Regions from separate parts of the Rattus norvegicus genome. Here region 1 is linked to region 2. A link is a contact called in public Hi-C data. All regions are on one chromosome and are shown on one strand. Each heading gives the region's core, a stretch centred on a gene start, on an enhancer-like site or on the middle of the called end of the contact. The rest is flanking DNA. Distances are from core to core; before and after follow the strand shown.

Region 1 (6,743 bases), core at 4,138-6,637, 550 kb after region 2:
TGGAAGAGGAAGCCCTGGGTCCTGCCAAGACTGAACCCCCAGTGAACGTGATTGTTGGGGGGAGGGTGGTAATGAGGGGAGGATGGGGAAGGGAACACCCACAGAGAAGAGGAGGGGGAGGGTTAGGGGGATGTTGGTCCGGAAACCGGGAAGGGGAATAACAATCGAAATGTAAATAAGAAATACCCAAGTTAATAAAGATGAAAAGAATAAAAATAAATACATAAATAAATAAAAGTTCAGCACATAGTAAGATAAATATATGAGAAATAAGAAAATAAATGCATTAAAGTCTTGGGGATTAGAATTAATATTTACATAGTTTCAACATCCCTCCCCTGAAACAGCTATTGTGATTCAAAAATTTACTTCTTTGAATACAATTATTTATTTATTATTTTTATTTTGTGGGCACTGGTGTTTTGCCTGCATATATGTCTATGTGAGGGTGCCAGATCTCCTGGAAATGGAGTTACAGACTGTTGTGAGCTGCCTTGTGGGTGGGTGTCTGCATATATGTCTATGTGAGGGGTGCCAGATCTCCTGAACTGGGGTTTCAGACTGTTGTGAGCTGCCTTATGAGTGGGTCTTGGAGATGGAACCCCAATCCTCTAGAAGAGCAGCTAAGACTTTTAACCAATAAGCCATCTCTCCGTCTCGGAATACAACTTCTAAAAATGGACATTTTAAGTACCTTCTTATACCCACCTATCATGTAGACTAGGGATCTTCTTTCAAAGTTTGAGGAACACAAATTTTCTATTTCATATCAGCACCATGCAACTAACTTAAATGTTGGATGGTCTTGTTTATATGACTACCACAATACATTTAATAATTGTTAACATCAAAGCCCCTGTTGGTACTAGGTAAAATAACCAAGATAGTATGGAAAACAGTCAACAATGGTCCTGTCTGTCTTCTATATTTAATCTATAAAGAAATTCTTCTAATAATTAGTACCAATGTTCAAGTTAATTTTGTTTGTTTTTCACCCTAGCGTTTCTCTCTGTAGTCTTAGTTATCCCGGAACTCTGTAGACCAGGCTGGCCTTGAACTCATTGACATCACCCTGCCTCTGCCTCCCAAGTGCTGGAATTAAACATATTTTAATGGTATTCTCATAACAAATCTTCCTTACAACATCTGTGTATAGGACATGGGTAGTGGTTTGAATGAAAATGGCCTCCATAGCTCACAGGAAGGGGCATCATTAGGAGGTGTGTCTTTGTTGGAGGACATTTGTCACTGGAAGTAGACTTTAAGGCTTCAGAAGCTCAAGTCAGGCCTAGTGACTACTCAGTCTCCTCCTTCTGCCTGCTATGGATCCAGATGTAGAACTCTCAGCTACCTCTCTTGTACCATGTCTGCCTGTATACCATCCATGCTTCCCCTCATGACAATAATGGACTAAAGTCTGAACTGTAAGCTAGCCCCAATTAACTCCTTAAAAGAGTTGCCACTGTCATAATGTCTCTTCGAAGTAATAAAACCCTAACTACACATTTAAATTCCTTGGCTACCACTCACAAAATGGCCATTATTACCTCTATGAGTCATGTGACTGTGATAAACTAAAGCACTCACCAGATGTTTAGACCTCTACAAGATGGCCTACTTTGTCAGATTCCAATGAGAAGGCCTTAGTTACCCAGGAGAAGCTTCAGGAAATGATCAACCCGCTGTCTGACTCAACAGATTCTCAACATTCTCAAATGTATCAGGGAATTTAATGGGACAGGGTGAACTCATATATATGAGTTTTATTGGTTACAGAAAAATTATACAATAGTTAACATAGCAGAACTCTTGCAAATCCTGATCCCAATTTCACTCAAAATATTCTAAAAAAGCAAGACAATATAAACCAAACATCTTAGCTCTGGAAAATGAGAAAGCAAATAAATAAAACACTAGACAACCACTGTGTCTTCCTGCTTTTATCATCCACTTCTACATGTCAGTGAAAAGAAATCAGCGATACTTTAAAATCCTTTCAATATCTATCTGACAAGAAGAAAGTAGTTTCAAGTTTCAATTATACAACAACTTCAATTTTATAACCCACTCTGTAACCACTAACCTAACTGCATGGATAACATTTGAAATGTTCTCACAACGTTGTTACCTGGGTCTAACACTCTTTCTGAAGGCCTCCAGAAATATATTAAAACCAGCCATACCAGAACTGTGGATTTGAATGGCTTCTTTAGAAAGCCTATTCTCACTCAGCATAAACAACTAGAAATTGTGCAGAATACATATACATTACACAAAGATTCTTAACATGATTTTGTAACAGTTCCGTCTGAATGACCATTATAGTACATACCCACCAATTAGAATAATTTTAAGGAATTGCCAATGTAACAGATTCAGACTAAACAAGGGAACTAGGGGGATAAATGGAACATTTGTTCCTTTGTACCTTCAGAGACTCATTCCAGATGTTACGCTTCACACTGAAGAAGAGCCATTCAATGAAGCAATGAAGTCTCCACACAAACATTAACTAAAGGTCTCTTTTTAAAATAAAATTTATCTTTCTTTAAGATCACCAAATTGAGAGCCCATCTAGCAGGTTCTTATGTGGGAGGAGTTGGAGCAACAACACTCCCAATCGACACTGTGAAAACAATTCAATGACTTGCCTGTGACAAGCTCTACAGTGTACAGTTTGCACACAACCCAGAGAGTAGTCTGCTCACTATGGAGCGCTCTCAAGTAACAAAACCCCTGGAGTAAGACATCCTATAATGGCAGAGACAGCTCCAGATTGGCTTAACAAGAAAATGTTTCATTTATTCTATAAATGCGTTTATCAGTGGTATATTTTTCATAAAGGGCCATCACAAGAAAAAACAAAAAAAACAAAACAAAACAAAACAAACAAACCAAAAAGGAATGGGTTTTCCAAAGGAAAAGCACTTGAAAGTAAAATAAGGGTACAAAAAACTTAATAGAAAACTCAAATACTGAAAGATGCAAATTTTAAGAAGTGTTTCTAACATCCCCTCAAACAATGCAAATGCCAAGACTGCTGGTCCATGAAACCGTATTTCATCAGCAACAGTAGATCTATAGCATGACAAAACCAAAAATTTGAAAGAACATGGTTAGTCTCAAACAAAGAAAGTTCCTCAGTTTTTTTGTTTTTGTTTTCTTTTTAGGTTTTCTTTCCTTTAGTTTGTAATCAGTTTTTAATTTGTAAATACTTAGTAATTTCACCGAATTAATTATATATCAAAAATCTCCCTAATTTAAATTAAGGCTATGTAACTGTTAACCAGAAGAAACATACATGTGCATAACAAATTATTTCAAATGTTACTTCTCATTTAAATGTAAAGATTCCTCAACAAACTAGACTCTACATTCTCACAGAGACAACAAATTTGGAAGATCAATAAATGACACTGCATTTACACTGTCTCCTGTGCATTCTTTTGTCTTTAGAATATTTTTCCTTAACTTCAATAGAATGTTTAAACACAATACAACTGTCAACACTAAAGAGACTACTACTCAAAATACAGGCTTTGAAGGACAGACACTACACTAAAGTTGACAAAAAGTGCTGAAAAAAATCTAGTACACTGTCAAGCTGACAGTTACTTCTAAATTCTTTTGCCATCTAGTTATTTTAAATAAATACTTGCACTAAAGGTAAGGGTTAGAATCTGGGTGGGTGCATTGGTCAGGAAGGCCTCTTAGATTCTGAGTTGGCCACTTAACGGCAAGAGTCATGGTTTGTTTTATTTATGTGAACTCTACTGCTTCAAGATTGGATGTTGAACTCTATTCAATGCAAAGCAAGTGTCTTAACTGTGTAACTTGTATATAATAATAAAGAGCATCTGAAATAAGTAGTTAGACTAAGAATCTAACCTTCCCTCACTTAGCCAATTTTACCACAAAGCTCTATTTAGATTATTAATGGGCCTGAAAACATCAGACTGGACAGATAAATTCATTACCTAAACAAAAGGTAAACTATCCCATAATATATTATAGACTCCTAACTGGGAGGAAATATATCTTCTAAATTGGTTTTTGAGGTTGCATAATATATATATATACTAATGTTCTCTTTCACTAATATTAAAACATTGCATTATCCGCAACAGACTAAATGTTCCTGGGATGTGATTCTATGCACCCTGAGACCAAGGTGGGGTAACTAAGTACAATTTTTGCCAAGTGATAATTGCTTGATGCCATATGTGCCCACGACTACCCACAATTCTCTTCCTACCACCTTCAGAAAGGCAACAGTATAACTCGCTTTTTAAAAAGGGGGTAAATATTTGGGAATTCTACTGAAAACAATTAGTCAATAAAGTAATCAATTTAAAACATGGCCAAAGGGGCCCAGCTAGCAAACAGAAGGTAACTGTTAAACTTAAGGACTTTGGTGTAAACTAAGTCATCTCAGTTTTATCAATTCCAGTTGACACTGGGCCTGTTTTTCAACTGTTCCAAACTTCCGTTTCCTTATGTGAATAATGGTAAACACATTAGTATCTACTTCTTATATTTGTGGAAATGGATTGTGGCGATACAAGTGAAGCACTTACATTCCCAAGATCATAGAGCAAACTCTTCAACATTAGCTATATATATTATCTACAATGAGACAATTAAAGCATCCCTAGTATTGAAGTTAGTTTAGAATGCAGATGTTTAAGAGTTTTATAAAGCTTGGGTTAATTCAAGTGACCGTAAATGGAGAGGAAGAGAAATTGAGGCAAAATTTGTAATAAGTATACCACACAGGACTCTACCATCATACTTCAGAGGGCTCATTCGCGCTGTCCTAAGAGTAGACAGCACTGTCTGTCTGGGGCAACAGTGGGATTCTGAAGTTTAATACCAAGGGGAGGCTGTGAAACCCAAGGAAAGCAAGAGATTGTGTAGATGCTTAGAGTCTAGGGCTGGAGTTTAAAGGCCCAACCTCGCGGCAACGAGGGCCCAGCTTCACCTGGTTCCTCCCAGCGACAAGGAACAAAACACTGGGCCGCGCCTTGAAGCGACGGCTACCGGGACTCCGAACCCGAAGCCTGGACACCCGGAGGCCGTGCCGGGATCCGCGCGGCTGGGCACAGCTCATCCCCGCAGACTCAGAGAGCAGGCCCGACGCCGCCCCACCGTAGGCCCCGGTCCCAGCGCGCGGCCTGGCGGTTACCTTCCGCGGGAAACTCCTCGAACTCGTCGTCCTCTTCCAGGAGACCCAAGTCGACAGGCTGCTTCTTCTCGGACATAGCGCAGCGCCAAGCCCCAACAACGCTCAGAGATCGACCACAAAGTTGGAAGCCTCAGTACTAGTGAGGCGCCGATACTACCAACGCCGGCGCAACCATAGAGACTAGAGGGGAAGAGCTACAGGGCAGCGCGAGGAATGCTGGGACACCGAAGGTCCTCCCAGAGCTTCCTGCGGGTGTAGCCGGTCCTCCTGTCTTGAACCAGCGAACTGTTTTGTTTTATAGTGTTCGTTCGTTTTATTATTCATGTACTTGTCTACGTGTGAAAGATTTACAATGTGTAAAATTAGTAAAGAACAATACTTAGCTTACAATCATGAACGGAAATCTAAAAAGATAAAGTAACATCAGCTAAGAGCCAGGCCCCACAACATACATTATTTCACTACTCAAACCTATTCCTTGAGCACACAGTTAAATATTTCCACATCACAGGAAACTCAGGACCAAAGGCAGGCGAAGTCACTCAATACTAGACAATCCTGACTGTGTTCCAACGTTTCCATTGTGCTGTGCCCCTTGGCCTTAGAATTGTGTGTGGTAGGGTCTCTGTGTTCTAACTAGTTGACAGGTTGATGTAAAAATTAAATGAAAAAGAAATAATGTAACGTTGTATTGTTGTTCAAAAGATATAATTTTGGTTTCTTTTTCTTTGTTTTAATTGTGGCACATGGAAAAAACAAGACAATGACAGATATAAGAAAAGCTAGTGCCTAATTTTTTTTGTCTTTTTCTTTTTCTTTTTTCTTTTCCAGAACTGAGGACTGAACCCAGGGCCTGTACTTGCTAGGCAAGCGCTCTACCACTGAGCTAAATCCCCAACCCCACTAGTTCCTAAATTAACCACATAGTAACATGTATTTGTGGAGCTTACAAACTATGCTCTATTGCATCTAAAGGAGTCTTAGATGAGGTACTTAATTTCTCTTTAGGGAAAAGTTTTCAATTAGCAATAATCGCGCCTCGGATAAACCTCATAGGCTACGATACTGCCACTGCGCAAAGCTTAATTTCTCTTTAGTATAATTTGTTTATTTGCAGCACCACAATCAAGATTATACATATAACATGCATAGTTATAGATGCAAATATAACGTTATTAGATAATATGAAAACTGAAGCAAGTCCGTAATCCCTACTACTCAGGAGACTGGAGCAGAAGGAATCCTTGGGTACAATATGAGTTTAAAATCAGCCTGGACAACTTAGTGAAACTGTGTCCCCAAACTAAAAGTAAACAGAGGGCTAGAAATATATCCCCAGTGGCTCACTACCCGGTGACAGAGAATTAAAAAAGAAATGGGAAAAATGTTTGCACCAGTCATATGTGATTTATAGATATAAATATGAATAAGGTGTGTTTTATAAAAAGATACATCATAAAGTAGAAAGTGAAACATCTTTTGTAGAAAATATTTTATTTTATACAAACACTCTTTCCTATTTCATTTCCGTTGCTATGATAAGATATCCGCCCCCCCC
Region 2 (6,313 bases), core at 22-2,521:
ACATTGGCAGTTCTTGCTGATATTTGGAGCCGATTCCCTACAGATGTGTTCTCTGAATATCCAAGGCAGAAAGGATTTGATTGTTATATTGTATGTTATCTTTTCTTGATCTTACCACCCTGGCCTGTGTCGGCATTCCACAGAGCCGGAGAAGAGAGTTCAGACAGCTGACTAGAGGAAGAAGACAAAAATTCCCATTGTTTAGATTTCTGTCAGAGGATATAAGAATAGTTAATTTCTTTTATCTCTGGGGCTTTCATTATCATTTAAATTTCATTTTACATTAATTGATCAGGGATTAGTAAAGCCATTATGCAGAAATTAGAATAAGACAAGCCAGATGGAATGAATAATTCATAAAGTCCAATTACGTTTTATTTCTGGTGTACTTTCAAACTTGCCTCTGACTTCTGTGCTATTTTGATGTGACAATATTCGCTGGAAATCAAGTGTGCCATTTTAATTTATTATATCCCTCTGGAGTGGAGGCATTTGTATGCAGTGGAAGAATGTTCAGTGTTTCCCCTCAGAACATCAACTTTAGGGGTCTTGGAAATCCTTGGTGATTTAGAAAGGATGTCATATTTTATGTGTAAGTTCAGAGGTTCTAGAATGAGCTACATTGCTCCACTTGGTTCGGGCGAACTAACCCCACCCCATAATATGGAGGCTACGGTCTTAACTAGATAGATTTCCACTTTCTTGTAAGAGCTGAGACCCGACTTTAAAGGTATTTGTCCCGTTTCCTTCGCCGCAAAGAAAGAGTTAAAATATGAATTTGGCCTGCAGTTTGACTAGAAGAAGCCACCGTTGCTGCAGCGACAAGGGAGGACCACGAGGTGGCAGACGTTGCCTTCGGTGCAGAGTCAGGGTTGCCAGGGACCGCCCGGGCTTCGGAGCATCCCAGCGGGTCCAAGCCCCTCAGCCCACTCCTGGGTTCAGGCTCCCAGCGACCTGCACAGCTTGGCCTGGCAAGAATTCCGAGCTAATGGCAGTCGCGTCCACCTGTCTGGAATGTCGCTTACAACTGTGTCTGAAACCGCCTCGCTCCGCGGGTCCCGGCCCCGGCCCATTCAGAGTCACCCCCACCCCCGGGGATTTATTTATGCCACTGGACAGTTGTAGTCACATTAAAGCTCCGGTTCACCTTCTCGAGGACTTTCATCTCGGGAAGTTTTATGACACTTGGTGAATGTGCAAAGTTTTTAATTAGGCTCTCTAGACAGCCCGAGGCGGCGGCAGCGCCACTAAGTCTTCACGGTCTCTCTGCTTTACAGCACAACAAGCCGCTCTACTCCTTTGAAGACAATGCAGACTATGTGTACGATGTCATGTGGTCCCCCGTGCATCCCGCGCTCTTTGCCTGCGTGGACGGGATGGGGCGCTTGGACCTCTGGAACCTCAACAGTGACACCGAGGTGAGCAGCAGGCTCCCGGGCCCAGGGCTGGGAGGGGGCACCCGGGCCACTCTGCAGTCTGATTCTTCCTGGGGAAAAAAAGACCTGCCTTTTGTGGACAGACCCTCCAACAGCCTCTGGGCAGCGTCCATCGCCCCCACCCCCAGCCCCCAATTCTTAACTACTTGGAAGGGAACTAGCAGATGTATTGGCCAAAACTCCATTTCACTTCATTCCTAAACTGTAGCAGATCTTAGACAGTTACTGACTCTGGTTCACACACACCTTCCCCACCCCACCCACGCCCCCAAGAGCACAAATTGTGTTCACACTTTTCCCTGAGGGGAAGGACACATAGCGTTGAAATAGCTTTATTGGCAGACTTGGAAAAGTAAGATTTTCTGGGTGCCGTCTTTTTTAGATTGGATTATTGAAATGAGGTTACCCTGTCGACGCTGGCTATTCGTACCATTTCTGTTTTGACTCCATAAAATATGATTCTCTACACGACTTTCTGTTTAGATCTGCCATCCATTTGATTTTTGCTAAGGAAATATTCCTTGTCTGCGATATTGAACTCAAAGGCAGTAGTGTCTAAGTTGAAACATGTATGCAAAACTCAGTTTTTAAAATGGGATTTTTAACATGTCACATTTAAAGTCATTCACGAGTGAAAGATGCCTATTTCTTTAAAAGAAAAAAGTTGATAACAAAATGATTACTTTTAAAGTGTATTTTATTTGCTTTGCTTCTTTTCTTTCAATCCCTGGGAAGTACTGAGGGTCTAATTCAGAGCCTTAGGATTGGTGTTGTTGACAGGGAACATGTTTCATGAATATTATGTGTCCTAAAAATGGCCTCTGCATCACTTCTTGGTTTTTGGTTTGGGTACAGATATGCAGGTAAAGAGTGCATGATACAAGGTACCTGTCAAGCAAAGCCAGTCTTTTGAAGAGCTTGGGACAGGAAGTCATTCAGCCTTTTTAATTAAGGATCCTAAGGCTGGAGGACATAGAGGAGAACAGGAGACTAGGGTTTTTTTTGTTTTTTTTTTTGTGGGAGGGGACAGGGAAATTTCCTTCAGGTGGTGTTGTGCCTGGGTGCTTTTAATGGCACATATTTCTGTAGCTATCACCAGGCAAATGTATTTCCATCACAGCCATTTTTTTTTCTTTTACCTCCAAGGACTGTGGGGGAAAGAAAGTTACATAATGAAGGTATCTTTGAAAATCCTCAGAGGGCAGGAGTGAGATGCCCATCGTTTGGGATGCTGAAATGTTTATAACATCATTGCGTTTAATAGTGAGATGCTATTACCTTACGTTGTAATGGTTTCCCAAAGTCTTTCATCACCGTTGATTAAAATCATACTGCTTCTATTTGCCAGAAGAAACTCACTCTAAGCAACCAAAAAAACAAAAACGCTTTCCAGATTGACTCGGGAGCGTGCTATATGAGAAAGCCGGCCAAGCCGAGGTGATGTTTTCATGACACCCAGCTCTGGTGCATAGGAAGGGATGTAGTGGTCCTCACCTCCTTAATAACCTCTCTCTCTCTCTCTCTCTCTCTCTCTCTCTCTCTCTCTCTCTCTCTCTCTCTCTCTCTCTTTCTTTCTCTCTCCCCCTCCCTCCCTCAAAGTGATATCTTGACATTGCCTTCACTCTCTATAGGTATCAAAGAGAGAAACTCAGAGTAGTTTTATAGTTAACATTTAAAACTTCACGGCCGGTCATGCTTAGAGTTAAGATTTATGATAAGCGCTCTGGCTTCACGGCCATGGTAAAAGCACACCAAGGCAGCCTCACTTCCAGGACCTCACAATTTCAAACCCTTTCTTTCTTTTTTTTTTTTTTCAGGTTTAAGTCAGATTAGGAAATAGATTTTAAAAGACTGAGGGAGCCTATGTTCCCTATCTGCTTTGTTGTTCTTCAAATTATTATACTTTTAAACCAAGTTGTCCCCACCCAACCACCCCCACTCCTCTGCAAAAGAAACCGACTATTTACCCTTGATGGGACCGACTCTTCTTAGTAATTTATGCTATATACATCTTGTATTTGCAATTAAAATGACTGTGCCATAAAAACATGAGAATACTTATGAAATCAAAGTTGGAAGTAAGACACATGAAAAGAGCATGCAGATTATTTTAATACAGATTTTCACATTTGAACTTCAAAAACCACTTAAATTAATAGATATATTTTCCTTTATGTACTCATTAATTTTTAGCATATACCATAGGCTGTGGCATCATATTTTATTTTTTATATTTTATTTCTTATAACAGCTATGGAAAGGAAGCTGGATAATCTTTTTAAACTGACTTCAGTTTGCTACATTACTTACATTTGAAGTAAACTAATTTCTTTAGAAGCACATTAGACCTTGTTTTATCTACATGACGTCGGGGTCTTTTAAATTAATTTTTTTAGATCTGTCCTATGAAGATTAAATATTTTATTCAGCTTTTAGATTATTCAAGGTAAAAATCCTTTACGATATTTCTAAGACAGTGTTAAAAATGAACTTCGAAGTTTCGGCAGCTGAATCATGGATCTGTTTTTAGGCCAGCACAGCAATAATAAAGTATATTGACAGAATTATAGTCTATCTAAATTCACATTGTTTTTATTCTTTGCAAGGTTTGGTTAAAAGTTCAGACTCCAGTCTGCTCAGCAGGGACCTTCATTGTAGAAATTGGGTATTTTTTTTTAAAAATGAGCCAGGGAATTTCATTTTATGTTTTTGTTCACAATTGGCATGCAATGATTTAAGCAGGTGAAAAGAATTTCTATTGATTTCAAGATGAAGTTTAAACATAGATTCTTACGTATGATGGAGTTTTTATTGCTATTTTAAAGATAGAGATTGGCTCAATAGTTTCCCATAAACAGATGGTTTCAACCCTGTGACTAGCTGAATGCTACGGGTGCTATGTTGCAGCACATGTCATGTTTCCCTGTTGGTGAGACATACTTATTGAGCACAGGTCTCTCAGAGTGGCAGGAGATGCTCTCAATGGCCATCTTCCGTCTTTCTTCCCATCTTCCTTCAACGTGTACCATTTTGTTTCTTAATGGTGTGCTGTCATTTCCAAATCAACATTCTCTAGAAGGCTGGGGAGCTCTAAACAATTATAAATTCGCAACCTTGAAGACAAGAGTAACACATGCTGACAGAAGAGGGGTGGAGTCACTCAAAATCCTCCCTCCACATAGCAAGGTTCTTGAAATAGCCAGACAGACAGACAGACTGCAAGTTCTATTCCAGCACTGCCAGTTTACTGTACTAATGATTATTGGCCCAATTATCAATGGTTCTGGATTTCCAATGTTTATTAAAGGAGTCACACACATAGCTGCATTTTAACAGGATGTCTCCGCACAGACAGTGACAACGTTATGGACCATTCTCCGTATCTTGGTATTGCTGCAGGGAGAAAGATAAAAGGAGGCAAGGAGAGTTTATGATTGATTCTTCAGGTTTTTCTCTTTTTACCTGTACACAACATAATTTTACTTCATTTAAATTGGTGTTTTATGTCCATCTGTATCTGTGTGAGGGTGTCAGATCTCCTGGAACTGGAACTACAGGTAGCTGTGAAATGCCGTGTGGGTGCTGGGACTTGAACCTGGCCCTTTGGAAGAGCAGCCAATGCTCTTGACTGCTGAGCCATCTCTTTAGCCCCCTTAACTCTATATTTCTTTCCTTCCGATCACCCACTTTCTGATAAGGTGGATAATTCTCTAAGAATCAGTGCATGCATGCTAATTTTGTTGTGAAGATTCAAGTTATTTGACATTTTCCCCGCTCCCCTGTCATATCCCGTATGATTTGATGGTCAAGCATTGCATTGAGCTGTCACACTTCTGTGAGGAGCATACACTTGACAAAAATCTAGAGACATACTCCCTTGCTGGCTTCCATGACTGTGGGAAAGTGTGTCCCTGTTTTCCTTTCCTGCTTCTCATTTCTACTCCTTAAGTCAGTGGAGCGTAGGATTCCAGAACAATGAATCCCGTTTACCCTTTCTCGAGGTGGGGCTGGGAGTGGAAGAGGCTTCATGCACAGGAAGGCCGTTGTGGTCCACAGAATAAATCACATCACTAAATATTAGTATTATTTAATTCATATTAATTTTTTGTGTCATAACCCCTTTGGCAGGTGCCAACAGCAAGTGTGGCTATTGAGGGGGCTTCTGCCCTAAACCGGGTTCGTTGGGCACAAGGTGGTAAGGAAGTTGCAGTAGGTGACTCAGAAGGCCGCATCTGGATCTACGATGTTGGAGAGGTACGTATGTGCGGTTGTTGTTTTGTTTTGTTTGGGGACAGGAGTTTGGCTTGCGTTTCCACTTTAAAGACCTGCTGAAATGATTAACAAGGCTTTCTGAGCCACAAGAACCCTCTCGATTGAGTTTGCAACTTTCCATTGACTTCAGTGTGAGTTTGGAAACTCCTCCTTGGGGTCTAATTTGGCCCGTGTCTCCATGCACAGGACACTTTAGTTAATGATCTGAACTCCTTCTATTTGTGTTGTAGAAACCCCAGCTCACCAGGCTGAAGAATTGCTTTCATGCAACTAAAGCTGGCCAAACTAACTCAGCCTGTTAAAACGGAAGTTAAAATTTACCATTTACTCTGAGAAAGTGAAATCGTACTTAGTATGCTGATTCAAAATCATACTATTTAAGTACGGTGTCTCCAACTAAGAAGACTGAGATGAATCAAATTTTATAGCATTTTTGACATTTATGACATTATCGTGTAGGACCTATGCCTCTTTTGGTATGCCTTACTGTATGACATGTAAAATGATAGAAAGAGAACGTCATGGCATGCATCAATGTAAAAAATAATACACATTTTACACCAGAAAAATTCTGAATTTGTGTCCTGTTTTTACTTTTCCAGTGC

Evidence for each region. A called contact is a pair of places that touch in the nucleus more often than the background predicts.
Region 1: a Hi-C map of Schwann cells shows a contact between it and region 2, with 3 times the contacts expected there. The contact joins the promoter of Sem1 here to the enhancer-like site in region 2.

The regions. Positions count from the first base shown.
Region 1 is chr4:35,653,075-35,659,817 of GRCr8, forward strand. Sem1 (SEM1 26S proteasome subunit) reads right to left here and starts at 5,388. Exons shown (of 3, transcript NM_001126090.1): 1 at 5,186-5,388. The coding sequence starts at 5,261. It also overlaps the pseudogene LOC120102776.
Region 2 is chr4:35,109,585-35,115,897 of GRCr8, forward strand. It overlaps Dync1i1 (dynein cytoplasmic 1 intermediate chain 1), which reads left to right. Exons shown (of 17, transcript NM_019234.2): 15 at 1,278-1,418; 16 at 5,565-5,690. Among named protein-coding and RNA genes, the nearest start is that of Rpl31l14, 160 kb to the right of the region's middle. Within about 2 kb of position 1,272, at least 7 of the 93 cell types and tissues checked have an H3K27ac peak or open chromatin away from gene starts, as enhancers often do. A contact at or near this core is called in Schwann cells, where this site is marked.